Linked DNA regions of Rattus norvegicus: region 1 is linked to region 2. The links are chromatin contacts, called in public Hi-C maps. All regions are on one chromosome and are shown on one strand. The core of a region is the stretch at or near the end of the contact, and the rest is flanking DNA. Distances in the headings are between cores, read along the strand shown. Region 1 has its middle 21 kb from the start of Kalrn. Region 2 overlaps Ccdc14 (coiled-coil domain containing 14).

What was found. Hi-C and Micro-C count contacts between places; a contact is called where the count stands out from the background.
Region 1: a Hi-C map of the A7r5 cell line shows a contact between it and region 2, with 5 times the contacts expected there. The contact joins two enhancer-like sites. A contact is called at or near these places in 9 of 12 Hi-C or Micro-C datasets (the A7r5 cell line, the Rat2 cell line, Schwann cells and 6 more).

Annotation. Positions count from the first base shown.
Region 1 is chr11:79,738,049-79,741,143 of GRCr8, reverse strand. It overlaps a transcript of Kalrn not described here. Among named protein-coding and RNA genes, the nearest start is that of Kalrn, 21 kb to the left of the region's middle. Within about 2 kb of position 1,588, at least 9 of the 93 cell types and tissues checked have an H3K27ac peak or open chromatin away from gene starts, as enhancers often do. A contact at or near this core is called in the A7r5 cell line, where this site is marked.
Region 2 is chr11:79,575,702-79,578,703 of GRCr8, reverse strand. Ccdc14 (coiled-coil domain containing 14) reads left to right here. Exons shown (of 13, transcript NM_001427244.1): 8 at 831-1,347. Among named protein-coding and RNA genes, the nearest start is that of Ccdc14, 16 kb to the left of the region's middle. Within about 2 kb of position 1,288, at least 18 of the 93 cell types and tissues checked have an H3K27ac peak or open chromatin away from gene starts, as enhancers often do. A contact at or near this core is called in the A7r5 cell line, where this site is marked.

The DNA.
Region 1 (3,095 bases), core at 339-2,838, 160 kb before region 2:
AGACTGGCCTCAAACTCAGAGATCTGCCTGTGCCTGCCTCTGCCTCCCGAGTGCTAGGATTAAAGGCATGCACTACCACCACCATTACCACCACCAGCCAGCCATCATGGGCCATTTTAATCAGTGCACTTGTGGTCTGTCCCCAACAGACATCTGTGTTCCCAGACCCTGGAGAAGATCATTTAAAACACCAGCAATGCAAGGCTCGGGAATGGGGAAGTACAGAGGACTGACTGTGTTCTCCACAACAGGGGATGTGGGCTGCTCAGAGGAGCTGCAGGCTTCCGCTGCAACTGATGAAGATTCACTCACAAGTGTGTCAGGCCTGCCCCCCAGCCTCCAACATACACCCCACCAAGGAGGCACAAGGCCAGATGACATCAGCCTTGGACACAGTCAGAGAAACCCCATCATGAAGCAATTTGTTCCCCGAGCCACTCTAATTTAACAATTAGCTTAACAACCCTGGGCAGGCACTTGCTGCGAGGAGCAGGAAGTGATTCTGATCGGTGTCAGCTTCAGCCTGGAAAAGAGCTCCACCCCTTCCCCAACCCCACTGCCCTCGCTTCACAAGGTCCTTGTCTCCTCACTCAGGCGCAGTGTGGAGATCTCCAATGAAATCTAGACTAATTATCCTTGAGACTCCGGTTAGCTTTTCCCATGCCACTAAAGCCACTCTCTGAGTCTGTTCTGCAGAATTTTGACCTAACCCAGGAAGCATGTCGGGTCAGAATGCCCAAATGCTCGCTTCTGTGGCTCTTTGAGAGTAGAGGTACTAGAAGGAACCCTGCGTGTAGATGATGCTACACAGAGAGAGAGGTACAACGCAGGACTGGCAGCTTGGGACATCCTAGCTACACAGCCTACCAGAGGACAATGCTCATAGCTGAGCTCACACTGACCCAGACAGCACATTTAGCACCCCTTTGCATCATCAGAGGACCTGTGGGGGAACGTATGATGCTCCTTCCCTTGGCTTGTCCTGTTCCTAACCCCAAGACCTTTCTCAAGCTGCACCCTAAACCCAAATGTCAAGCTTCAGAGAGAGACAGATGGAGATGTTGGAAAGCAGAAATTGAAAAGGAAAAGTTGATAATGTCATAACTCCACAGTAACCTGGAGGCTATTTTAAAATACAGAATTTTAGGATAGGTGGGGTTAGGCCAAGGCCTAAAATAGCAGACCCTCAAAGGGAAAAGCATCCCCGTGTGACTAGGTAGACATTTCAAAGAGACAGAGGAGGAAGAAATGACATGTAAAAATGGAACAACAGCCCAGGAAATTAACCAGGCCAAAGCTAAAACTAAGGGTGCCCAATGCCATACAGGGACCTTTTTATTCTATCAAAGGGAGATAGATGATGGGGCAGAGCTGGTTGGTGACGCTCTGGGACAAGCGTCATTCCTAGAGAATGAAGGGTCCCTCTCAGCTTACCCTCCACATTAGAGGAGAGAGACGCCGGTGTTGAGCCTGTAACCAGTACAGCACCTGACTGACAAGTGAGCTGTAAATAAGTCACCAGGACCATATGGCGTCTGCCTGAGTCCTGAAGGAATTCAAGGGTGAAATTGCAGAGCTGATGCCCAAAATGTGTAACCTCTGATTACAAAGTCACTCACGCTCGCTGCTGGCAGTGCGCCCATACAGCTCATTCATAAGAAAGGAAGGGAGTGAGGCCTCGTCTTCATACAGGCAAGTAGGCAGAGAAGGTACTCGGAAGAGACCTACTAAGCGTGTGAGCACATGGAGCTGTGGCTCCCAACCTTCCTAACACTGCTGCGACCCATTAATACAGTTCCTCATGTTGTGGTGACCCCCAAACACGAAAATTAATTCCGTTGCTACTTCATAACTGTAATTTCGCTACTGTTATGAATCGCTATGTAAGTACACCTGTTTTCTGGTAGTCTCAGGTGACCCCTGTAAAAGGGTCTTGTGTCTCCAAGGGTTCGAGACCCACAGGCTGAACCGATAGCATGATGTTTATGAGGACAAAACATGCGATACAACATGAGTTCTTGAAAGAGTAAACACACATGTGAATTAGAATCAGTGGGGACAGTCATTCACGTGTACTTTTAGGAAATTGCTAACAAAGTGCTATAATAAAAACTTTTTCAAGTTTAATATTCATGAATTTTTTTTAAGGTAACTGACCTTCGAATTCTGGTAATTGAGACCAGAAGCAGCAAGAGATACTAAGGGGAGGGGGGATAAAAAGGAGATGAAAGAAAAGAAGAAATTATATATTTAAAAGGTAATATGAGCCCTATCAACCCGCTCTGATCTACAATATAGACCACATTCAACCTCAAGTAAAAAAAAAGGGTTGGGTAATAAGCTAAAACTGCCCCTAATTAGTGATCAGCGGAGGTTGCTACCATGAGACGAACCCTGAGATGTGTAGAAAGACAAAGAGTGGGAGCTACAGGTCGCTCTCCTCCAGACTTGAGAGGACAGGACTGTTGCTTTGTCCTCCAAGAGCCAATGGAAGAGGCAGCTGGGTTTCAGTGTGATGGCCTCCCCTCAAAATCACAGTTCCTAAAGTCTCCTCTCCAGATGACTCCGTTCCCTCGGCCTGTGATCATGAGCCATAGAACCTACATAGGCCGGGAAATGGGAGCCAATGAAAACTGTCAGGGAGACTGTCCATCAGTAAGGCCCACCATGGGTAGCTTTTCTTCCTTCACAGACAGTACCCATCCCGTTCATGGCACTCTGATTTTATACACCAAGATGTCCCCAGGAAACTCAATAGGATGCTACTAACCAAGGATTCAAACACAATTACAAGAGTGGATTTGCCTGTGTCTTTATATTAAGACGCTGTTCCTTCTCTATCTTAGACGAGCAGCAGAGAGTTGAGACCTCACGTCTTTTGTCTCCAAGTTCCTTCGAGGCCTATCCCAGCTACCTATTCGACTTATGCTGCTTCTAAGATGGGTGACTGCCACACGGTAGAAGCCATGCAACAATCTCTCAAACCACCCCCCACTCTGCTCACCCAACCATTCCGTCAAAACCGGAGGCTACATACCTCCTTCCTATAACTATCCCATGGTATCATGGGACCTTGAAATCTCTCTGCCTCTTAG
Region 2 (3,002 bases), core at 39-2,538:
TAAGTTGTATAGTAAAACCACCAGTCTCTGATTTGACTTTGAACTAACAGCTAGTTTTATTACTATAATATTCATATACACTTTATATATACACATACATTTTTATTTCTGTGGTCCTAAAAATTGAACCCAGCACCCCACACATACTACCCCTGGGCTCCATCCCTAGCTGAATATATTTTTATCAAATCTCTGTGTGGTTTTTAAATAAAATACTTTGGTTTTGTGTGGGGATTTTGCCTGCATATATGCCTGTGCACACATGCATGACATCATTGGATCCCCAGAAACTGGACTTGTGAGCAGCCATGTAGGTGCTGGGAGCTGAACCCAGGTCCTCTGCAGGAGTAACAAGTCCTAACAAATGAGCCATCCTTCTAGCCTCTGAGCTTGCTGCTTTTTTTTTTTTTTTTTTTTTTCCGGAGCTGAGGACCGAACCCAGGACCTTGCGCTTGCTAGGCAAGCGCTCTATAACTGAGCTAAATCCCCAACCCCCTGAGCTTGCTTCTTAAAATGTTTCTCAAAATGAAAATGTTTGTTGGAGTCCAAATGTGGACTAATTTCTGGTGTATTTAGAGCATGTGTGGTATTTGTAAACAGTCTATTTTCATCACGGCCTAATGTTCCCACATTGCAGAGTGATCTACTTAAGCTCTGAAAAACTAGTCTTTGTTGTGTAGTGAAAAGGACCAGCTTGCTTGTAAGCTGAAAATATCCAAACTTGGTTTGTAGTCATAGCAAATTATGTTCTAATATTAATTCATTCGTGTTTTTATAGTCTTAGAAATATCTGTTCATACCTTTGAAGGCTTACTCTTTTCCTGCTTTAGGAAGTTCAGACTGATGATGATAACCAGTTTGACTCACAGGGTCAGACAACCCCTGTGCGGCACCGTGATGCTCCCAGGACTTTATCCAGCATCCATCCTGGAGTTGCACATGGCCCTCCCCACTCTGATGGTGCCGCTGCTTCAAAGATTCAGCAGCTGAATCTTGGGAGTTGGGTTCTGCCACAACAGAGAGCTCCTAAGGAAGCAGAGCTACCGAAGCGTTTCCAAACACACGTGTCTCTGTTTCCAGCTCATGGAAAAGACGCTCTCTCGGACAGTCAGGCACACCCAAGTCCCTCTCACTTACCGCCAGTCTTCTTGGCCACTAATGAAGAGAAATGTGCCAGAGAACAAATTGGAGAGGCCACAAATGAAGGAAAGTATTTAAGCATCCATGAGCAAGATGCAAAGCTCGCCAAGAATGTGCAGCAGGCAGAAAACGTGAGCCAGACTGCTGAGAAAGTCAGAATTGCCAAGTGCTTGCTGGGAGAGCTCAAGGCCCTGACCGAAGAACAAGGTAGCCAAGCACTTGATGGTTCTTCTGTCGTCTGCACTGCTTGATAGCAGTGTGGTGGTTTCTAAATGTCATTCGGGTGTCACTGACTGAGCAGCAGTGTCCAGAGTGTGTCACAGAACTGTGTCTTGACCCCGTAAGGAAGAGTTCTGTTGTCGTCCTAGGTTTTAAGGCTTTTGTTTCTTTCTTGCGACACGGTTTCATGTGGATTACTTCCAGCTTACCCTGCAGCTGCTGCTACTGTTGGATCCCTCTTCTTCCTCCCAGGATGACTTTTTTGTTTAACAAAGATGTCGATTTACTTCTGTTGTTTAATAACTAGCTGTTACTTTGTTCAACATATTCCAACTTGTGTAACAACACAAACCACTTACTAGTTCTTAGTTTATGTTTACTATTTTTCTCTTAAATCAAGGAAAAGATCTTTGAGCCAAATTACTGTTTTGGGGTGCATGCTTGCGTGCCTGCACGTGTTTTGAAGTATGGAGTTTGCTTGGAATGAATTACAGATCAGTCTATGTCACCTTAGAAAGCACGGGCGGGAGAGATGGCTCAGCGGTTAACAGCACTGGCCGCTCTTCCAGAGGTCCTGAGTTCAATTCCCAGCAACCACATGGTGGCTCACAACCATCTGTAATGGGATCCGATGCCCTCCTCTGGTGTGTCTGAAAACAGCTACAGTGTACTCATAAATAAAATAAATAATTCTTTAAAAAAAATGAAAGAAAGCACAGTAGTTGATTATGGAACTAATGGAATAGCTGCCATTTATAGGCTAACACATACACAGATTTCTAAAATCCTTGTAAATACTGCACAGTTAAGCCATAGGTTAAGTATTAAAATTCCTGTGTTAAGATTTTCAAATTAGGCAGTTTTTTGTTCGTTTGTTTTTGTTTTGTTTATTTTTTTGACATAGGCACTCACTGTATAGCTCTGGCTAGCCTGAATCTTGCTTTGTAGGTCAGGCTGGACTTGAACTCACAGAAAACCACCAAGTCCTGGGAATAAAGATAGGAACCACCACACCTGGCCCTTTCTTTTCTTTCACCCAAATCTTCAATCACGGCAGCAGCAGTGGCAGCAGTGGTACAGTGTCAGGTGTCCTGAGTGCCCCCTTGGCCCAGCACTGTGCTGTACTCTCTTAGGTGGCTTTTCCTGAGTCTCACGGCACTCTTGTGATTGCCTCCATTTCAGATGAGGAATGCGAGTGAGTTTTGGATGATAGCATCTCATTCTAATCCCAGCAGCCTCGTGAGGGACCTTCTTTAGTTCTGTTGAACTATGAAGAAGCCTTGGCTAAAGGAAAGAAGTCATTGAAACGTTGGCCAAAGAATAAAAAATAAAAACTATTGAGGAGGAAGGGCTAAAGTCAAAAACTAGGGTGCAGGCTGGTGACTGATCCTAGGAAATGACAGCAGAGCTTTCCTGTTGCTAAGTCCAGGCTTCCAGCCTTCTCACCACAGAAATTAACAGAGGAGGCGAGGCAACGTGTATCCATGCAATCATTTTAGCTGTTGTACTGTGCATACATAATTCAGAACATGGTAGACACAAGAAGTCATGCAATCTTTATGCAGTTTGACTAAGGTCAAAGCTCTTAAAACTGAGCCAGCCATGCACCTTTGGAACCGTGAGCAGACCTGCTTTCTAGAGAG